Linked DNA regions of Zea mays: all the other regions are linked to region 2. Evidence: chromatin contacts called from public Hi-C data. All regions are on one chromosome and are shown on one strand. The core of a region is the stretch at or near the end of the contact, and the rest is flanking DNA. Distances in the headings are between cores, read along the strand shown.

What was found. A called contact is a pair of places that touch in the nucleus more often than the background predicts.
Region 1: a contact with region 2 is called in a Hi-C map of leaf, with 3 times the contacts expected there. The contact joins the promoter of LOC103642454 here to the enhancer-like site in region 2. A contact is called at or near these places in 3 of 25 Hi-C or Micro-C datasets (bundle sheath and leaf).
Region 3: a Hi-C map of leaf shows a contact between it and region 2, with 6 times the contacts expected there. The contact joins the promoter of LOC100127508 here to the enhancer-like site in region 2. A contact is called at or near these places in 3 of 25 Hi-C or Micro-C datasets (ear, leaf and tassel).

The regions. Positions count from the first base shown.
Region 1 is chr10:56,373,705-56,376,528 of Zm-B73-REFERENCE-NAM-5.0, forward strand. LOC103642454 (vacuolar sorting protein 18) reads left to right here and starts at 1,439. Exons shown (of 23, transcript XM_020545850.3): 1 at 1,439-1,947; 2 at 2,005-2,217; 3 at 2,304-2,443; 4 at 2,525-2,620. The coding sequence starts at 1,779.
Region 2 is chr10:56,639,615-56,642,314 of Zm-B73-REFERENCE-NAM-5.0, forward strand. No RefSeq gene overlaps it. Among protein-coding and RNA genes, the nearest start is that of LOC542688, 73 kb to the left of the region's middle. Within about 2 kb of position 1,422, at least 17 of the 20 cell types and tissues checked have an H3K27ac peak or open chromatin away from gene starts, as enhancers often do. A contact at or near this core is called in bundle sheath, ear, leaf and 1 more, where this site is marked.
Region 3 is chr10:56,955,501-56,958,445 of Zm-B73-REFERENCE-NAM-5.0, forward strand. LOC100127508 (Diacylglycerol kinase 2) reads right to left here and starts at 1,434. Exons shown (of 13, transcript NM_001112765.1): 1 at 1,267-1,434; 2 at 452-674; 3 at 225-347; 4 at 1-122. The coding sequence starts at 673. It also overlaps the pseudogene LOC111590430.

The sequences.
Region 1 (2,824 bases), core at 189-2,688, 270 kb before region 2:
AGTTGGGCAGCAGTGTGGTCCACGTCAACGACATCACTAGGTTGCCTAGTGTCTGCTTCACGCTCAGCAGCTTGTGCAGGTCGTGAGGTGAGCAGGATCGCGCCAGCAATGCGGACGCTGCTACAAGCAGCAAGACAACGAGGAAGGTGGTGGTGGTGGACGCCATCGTGCGCTGGAACCTAGGAAGATGGCTGCACATATCATAGCGATGTTTGTCTTTCTGGATCTATGTTTTATATTAATTTTTAACTTATGTGGTAACACACGAGCACATATATATATGATTAATAATTTTTTGTCTCGTCTTTCAGTCTTAATCTACGTAATTAGTTTTTATAATTAGACTATATTTAATATATGTAGTTGTCATTAAAACATTCGATGTGATACAAACTAATTCAATAGAACCAAACACCCTCATTAAATGTGATGAAAGATCGAACCTCGTCTCCATCACCCGTGGATTTAGATATCTATCAAATATCTTAATCCGATGGATCCGGAATATAGCTTTTGACCCGCGGGTTAGGCCCGCGACCGACCTCGCGACCTAAGTTGGAATAAATATGTATTTTGATATTATCTCTCGTCCGTTGGTAATCTTCACATATAGTCATAATTTTTTTGCCCAGCCCACACACCAGCCTGTTCTCTTGTCTTTAATCCGTATCGCCTTCTATAATATTTTTATCTTTATGGATTGCAGCTGCAGCAGTCTAAACCGTCGGTTTTAATCCGAAGCGAACAACAAACTAACAAAGTCTAAAGAGCAAACCATAACGCACCACCCACAAACCCACTCATCCAGGTGCAAGCCACAGGTCTCGAGTCCTAGGATTTTAGCACTAGACCTGATCATGGATCACTCGACTCGACCAACCTGACTTGACTTGCCCGATAAAAACCCGGCTCGACCCGACTCGACCAATGCAAGAGACGGGTACGTGTCGTAATTTTTGACCTGCAATAATTCACGACCAGGTACGGGTTATGATTTTTGATCTAAAACACGACCTAACTCAAAAAAACTTGACCCAAAGTCAAAAAATCCGATCCAACTCGAAAAAACATAATCCGATATGTCGTTAAATAGGAAGGCACAGACTAGCCGGACCGAACCTAACACTAAACAAGAATCAGATACGAGTCGTGCTAAATGATCTACGACTCGACCTTAATCTAACCCGTTTGAATAGCGCAGCACATAGGAGCCCAGCCGCCACCGCCACTGCCCGCGCCCAGTTGCCACTTGCCACCGCCCATCGCCCGTGCCACGTGCCCACCTGCCAGCACCCACCGATCCCCATCCGGATCCGGCCATCCACTGTCTGCCACGCGCCCAGGCATGGTCGCACGGACGCGCGCGCCCAGGCACGGAGGATCTGCTCTCCGGCTTCCCTCTCCACGTCCGCGACTCTCCGGCCTCCCTTTTCGGCCTAGGCAAGGCAACTGTGACTCCGCTGTCCGGCTCTCCAACCCTCCCCTATTTGGCCATCTGTTGATTCGAAAAAAGAGAAGCCGTTTCGTGATCTAAATTTTGGGCCGGAATCTGATCGCGGGCCTCTAGGCTCGGAGTGGGGAAGCACATCCAGCCCAGCAATGCCAGCGATCCATCTCTCTCCACCGGCTGGGCTCCTCGGCTCTCCGCGAGCTCACACGTCACCGCCGGCCGCAGCGATCCCGCCCCTCACGAGCAGCTTCCGCGCCGGCGACCAACTGCCTCCGCTCAGCACTCGCTCAGTTCTCAGCAGCTCTCACTGACCCCCGTGTCTCCGTCCATGGAAGCCGGAGGCGGCGGCCAGCTCTTCTCCGTGGACCCCCTGGAGCGACAGGCCGCGCGGGGCCACGGCGTCGTGACTTCCATGGCCGCCGGCAGCGACGTCATCGTCCTCGGCACCTCCCGCGGCTGGCTCGTCCGCCACGACTTCTCCTTCGAGGACGCCCACGGTAAGTCCCCCCTCTCCCTTTTTCGCAAGGCATCACCTCACCGCCCCGCGCCCGCAGATCTCGACCTCGGGAGCGGCCGTTCTGGCGACCACTCGGTGCACCGAGTGTTCCTGGATCCCGGCGGCAAGCACTGCGTCGCCACGGTAGTCCACCCCGGCGGCGCAGAGACGTACTACCACCACGCAAGGTGGCCGCGACCCAAGCTCCTCCCCCGCCTCCGGGGCCTCCTTGTCAATGCGGTCGCCTGGAACCGCCAGTCCATCACGGAAGGTAATTCCCGATCCCTTCCTCTGGATTCAATCATCATCTATTGGAAAATTCATTTCATCGTCGATCGTCTGATTTTGGTGCTGCAGCATCAACCAAGGAGGTTATCCTGGGTACTGAGAGCGGCCAAATCTTTGAGATGGCCGTGGACGAGGCTGACAAAAGGGAGAAGTATGTGAAGCCACTCTTCGAGCTCACTGAGCAAAGAGAAGGCATCAAGGACCTGCAGGTTTCAGATACTGTCAATTGATGTTAAATAAATTCTTCTGTTTTCGCTGGAGTGGGCGTGATTGAGCAATTTGTTGTGCAGATGGAGACTGCTGTGGTTGGAAATTCCACAAGATACTATGTGATGGCCGTCACTCCGACACGACTTTACTCTTTTACTGGCATTGGTTCACTAGAAGTAAGTATTAATTCTCTTACATTTTGATTGATAAGTTCAGGATTATCCTATTAAATTAGTTGGGAAGGCAAGTTTGCTATCTTGAGGCTCTGATGTCCTTGTTAGTGTTAGTGCTTATGTTCGAAAGACGAGATGCTTATGCTTTGACTTCGAATGCTTTAGTTTTTGGAAAGCAACACCATATACTATAGATTTTTTTAAAAG
Region 2 (2,700 bases), core at 172-2,671:
ACATAAACAAAATAGTACACGAAACATGAGAACAAACAATGTATGAATATTCTACGCGCTGCTACGAGGTCGTAGGTTCGAGAACCACTAAAATTGGAGCCACGGTTGAAAGGATATGGTTTTTTTCTGAAGTTTTAGGTGATTAAATATGAAAACCATGCCTCTCTGTTGCTTAATATAAATCATGTGATAAAATATAACTAAGTTTATTCCACTTTTAATCTAGGCCAAATCATATTTTAGCCCAATTATAGATGATCCAATTTAAAATACTATACCAACTTGGATTAAACAAGTTAATCCAATAAGCATAGGTTAAACGAATTAGTTATTTATTTTTGAGCACATGGTGCATTCTAAAATAATGTTACAAAAGCGTAGGTAATATTATTACGAAGCTAATGCAACTTGAATGTACTAAAACGAAGTTTAAATGATAAAGTTATAAATTAAACAAGTTGTGGGGCTATTTTTATACTAAAATAAGGCTCCTGAGGACTCAAATGTAAATTTCAGAGACCCTGAAGAAATACCTACGCGTTATGGTTGGATAGCGGGTTAATTTCAAGAAACCCGAGGGTCTCATCCATAAAGTGACAAAGCCGAAGGGGTATTGGTGTGTCATGGTCGTTGAATCCAAAATCGAGGGCCCGGATTAGATTTATATTTATGTGAACATGTACATGATATGGACCGTTAGATCTCAATCTAATGCTCCAAATTTAAAACATCGTGACCTTCTCTCGACCCTACATCTACCGATCTACGACTGTGATTCAATCACGATAGGGTACATGACGTCCTTTAATCTGGATCGTTCAACGATGAATCAACGGACACACCCGTGTCGACGGAGGAAAGTGGCTGGGTGGCCGATTTCCAAATCCGACGAGAAATCGCAATTCCATCAGGGCCTCCCGCGGACTAGCAACCCTCCCAACGTGAGCTCTAGATAGGGGCGAACCTCCGAGACCCGTCAGCAAAGGCCCGACGTAGGTGTCTGCCCAAGTCCGCGGCACAATGCGGCTCCGCGACAGGGACAGAGCCTAGCGAGCGATTGGTGCAGCGCCGAGCACCAACCTCTCATGCCATCACCCCAATCACAATCTAGAATCCCAGGCGGCCTTTTCTGCCCTTTTTCCAAGACCTCGCTGTCGGTGCCTGACTGATTTCACATGGAGGCAATCCTCTCCCTTTCTTCTCGATTCACTCAGGATGAAGCCCTTGGTGATTTTCTGGAGATGGGCAGAGGCGGTGACCGTATATAAAGCCAGAGATAGAGGTTGCGCGGGGAGCGGTTGACTGCCCCCGGCGAGAATCTCAACCGGATTCTGTTGTCGTCGCGCGCGGAGCTCGTACACGGAGTCATGACGCGAAGGAGATTGGTATGACTGTCGGCCCCACGAGTCAGCGAGAGGGATTTAGCTCTACGCAAAAGGTCCACACACCAGTGGCTGCGCGCGCAGTCAGGCCGCTGAGTGAGAGGGCCCTCGTGTCGGCACCCGTTGTTTGATGCCGGCTGACATCGTGAAGTGGGCCGGCGGGAGAGGTTTTAGACTGGGCTAGATGTGAGGAATTCGGCCCATGAGCAGGTTTGTCTTTTTTTTCTTTTTATATTTTACATTTCCTGGTTTTAGTTTAATTCTAAGAGTTCAAATTCAGATTTAAATTCAAACAAGTTCCAAATGCACAATCGAAACTCCAATATGAATGCATCAATATTTTATTAATCCATTTATTTATTATCCTATTAAAGCAAATGCTTCTAGCTATGCAATTCACGCATAAATAGTTTATTTTGAAGAAATAATATTTCTATTGTATTGTTCCTATAAAGATATGATTTAACTTAATCCCTTTTAAAAGGTTCTTATAAATCAATAAATATATAGTATATGTATATTTAAAAGAAAGATTAACTAAAATCATGCATGCATACTTTTGTGGGTCTTTATTAAAAATTCTTTTTTGCTTTGGGAGATATAGCTTCAAAATATTATTAATAGACTCTTTGATTGTCTTATTCATTGATTTTTTTAAATCCTGAAGTATAATTTCAGGTGTTACACTTGTCAAACTACTAATACATTTGATGTACTGATCTATGACATGTGCCTTTTTGTGTGAGACCAATGTTTTTGTGGATAGGGATGTCGATTATATGTGGTTTGATATATTTTGTGACATGGATTGAAAATATACATGTGATTGTCGGCTATCGTGTCGTTGATATATATGTGCATGTCAGGCATCGTGCTGTTAGTTTTATTTGAAGGTTTTGGAAACCTCACCGTGCAGGGGAGGTGCCTGCGAATTTTTGTGTTGACAGTCTTGTGTTTCTTTTTTTGCAGAGGTCTTCCTAGTTGTTGCGGGTTTGCATGCACCGTGTCTCGTCGTCACCGCACCAACCCGCCATAACCCCGCTAGCCTGACTCCACCGCCACCCTAGGTATAACCTCTATTTTTGTGTCATGATCGTAGATCACGTAACTGAGAGCACCTAGTGGGGGGCGAATAGGTGATCCAACGAAATGACTTAAAACAACATAAACTTGGTTAAAAATAAACTTAGAGTAAACCAAAACCAAGTTTGAGAGAAGAGATGAGAGAAAAAGTCCTCTTCGCTTGATTGCTCTTCCAAGATATGAATTATACTAAGAGAAATATCAGAAGTGAAATAGAGAACTTGGGAAGAAAGAA
Region 3 (2,945 bases), core at 184-2,683, 320 kb after region 2:
AATGAAAAGGGGAGGTTATTTCCGGTTCCCAGAGGAACAGTTGCCACTGGAGGTGGGTGGGAAAGCTTAAGGTCACTGACTACCCCAAGCAGCCAGCTAGCTGTACCATCACCGCCTGCAACCTAATTGAAATCTGTTAAGTCAAAATAAGTACAATGGGAAAGCAAAAGAGATAGATACCACAGTATAACAATAATCTAAATTCTGAAAGTGTTATGACTCACAATTAGCCTCAGTGTCCTCCAAATTTGAACTGCAAGAATGTCTCCTTCCATCTTCAGCCTTTCAAGGTTGGCATATAAACGATGCAATACCTTATCTGGAGCCTCTTTTGAGAGATCAAAAACCTGAAAGTAACTGAGCAGCTCTCACAAAAATTACAGATTCAAAATGCAATTAAGACCAGAAGCATATTTCCATGGTCTAGCATTTCCAGAAAGACAAAAGGTACCTGTGCTTCATTGAGAAGCTCACGATATGTTTTGATTAAACTACTTCCAAGTTGGCCTCCAGATCTTGAGTTGATGAACACTACAACGGGGCAGGGTGCCGCATGATCAACAAGTACTTGTTGGGCACCTGGCTTCAGAATGTAATCTGGAATGTAGTAGTCCTCCAGAGGCCCACATGGTTTAGAACAAGAACCAACCACGGTCTCTGCCTCACCTTCCATCCTGAAAAATCGTTCTCATAGTTTTAATGGGATAACTCACTGGTGCTACAAATGTTTGCTCCCTCCATTCATGAATACAAGGCATATTTTGATTGGGTGGTCCTGAATTATGTTATCTTTACAACAGAATCCACACCATCCTAAAAGCGCTTTGGATATGAACCTATTGGTGCAACATTTGTGCATGAAGCATGAATAATTCCACTAATTGTTGGTCAAGTTGGATATGAATCTTTTGATGCAACACTTGTGCACGAAGCATGAATAATAATGTGACCAATTGTTGGTCAAAACTTGAAAAGTTTGAGTTTTGCAAATCAAATACTCCCACAAATAGATGATGGATCTGCTATTTTAGCATCATCAACATAAAATACCCGTGAATAATTTTTTCAGCACATCAGATTACAGGAAATGGAGAAGGAAAAGAGTCAGAAGCGGGCAGAGTAAAAGACATGTACACCCGGTAACAAAAATCGAATTTAGTGGATACCACACATGTATATACCGTAATTGGGTCAGATCCGAATGCATATATAACTTGGGGGCGCTCGTTTGCGCGCAGCAGGAAGGCAAGAGAAAGAACAGCGTACCTAGTGGATGATTGTCGCCGGCCAAGCGCCCTCGCCAAGTCACCGCTGTTCGCCCGACGCCGCTACCGCCGGCGAGGAACTAGGAGGTACCGATTGGATCGGGAGAGTCGACGCTTGGGTGGGCCTGAGCGCCGGAGAATGAGATTTGGCTTTCTGAGGTTACGATTCCGGAGGAAAATCGATGTTAGGAGGACAGGAGGCACTCTCTTGGTTGTCATCGTTTCTAGGGGCTCGCATGTTCGCCATTTTAAGATTTGACTTTTTTTTTGTGTGTATTTCTTACATTGACGAATGACTTTGTGTAGGAAAGCACATTTATGAATTTTATTTATCTTATTTCTCTACTCCTTTGAAAAGATAGTTTTATACGTCGTGCTTCACGTGTAAAGTGCATAGTTCTGTACATCAAATTCGTCTAACAATACATCAAATAGGGATAATCATTAGAAACCACTGGAGCATAACACAATACAACGTCCGCATACCATCCTGCTAGGTGTAGAAGGAGGACCGATCGAGCGAGCTATAAAAAAGGTTATGCTCCTTTTTAATTCATAACTTTCTTAATCTTTTGATTTAGATAAAATATAATATTTATTCGTATCAGTTTAATATCTGATATATGGATCATGTGTTCATATTAATATTAAATTTAATTTTTATGGTACCAAATATGATTGCATGTCACCGCACGGACAATGTACTATTTTTTCAATTTGTTACTTCCTTTGTCCCAAAATAAAATTTGTTTTACCTTTTTAGTTGATTGATATATTAATTAATATATTTGTTTTACATATATGTCTAGATTTATCATCATCTATTTAAATATGGACATAAAAATCAATAGCTAAAACGACTAATATATTGGGACGGGGTGAGTAATGTTTATTAAGATTAAGATTACGTATGGTTGCGCTTTTAATTTTCTTCGTTGTGCGAAGGGCGAGTGTCCACTTATCAGCCGTTTTGAACTATTTATAATTTCTTAGAAGATATACAGAAATGAATTTCCACAAATATCCCTTTTAAGGAGATAAATAAGCTCACTTGCTTTGTTTCAAATTATAAAGTATTTTAGCCTTTTCAAGTATATAATTTTTGCTATGTATGAAAATATATACACCATGTTAAGATATGTATGTAAAAAAATATTAATCTTAAAAATAAAAATAATTTATACTTTGAAATTGAGAAACATGTTAACAACTATAAGAATAGTTGTTGGGAGAGAAGATCGAATAGGACCTTGATGATCGGTTTGGTTGACACCGTCTAACCATCCATCCGAGGAGCAAACATTTTGATAAGGCTGAGCAAGACCTCGACCAATGAGTCGATCGAAGGGTTCAAAGGCTATGGCAATGCCTTTGCTCTTTAGAAAGAAGGACAAGAGAGGTCGTAATGGGCCCTCCTATTTAAGTCAAGAACATGAAGCCAACAGAGAACACCCACGAAGCTGTCGTCTTCGTGCCCTTTCTCATCCGAGGACTGGCCCTGTCGGCCTCTCCCTTTTTTCGCGGCCTCCTCGATTTTACGCTCTGAATCTTACACATTTAAACCCCAATTTTGTTCTTCAAATTGTCATGTTTGTTCACCTCTGCGAGGCTTTCCTTGGAATTCTTCCTCATTTCAGGTTTTGGAAATATCTCTACCACTGTCGGTCCGAGATGGCTGGA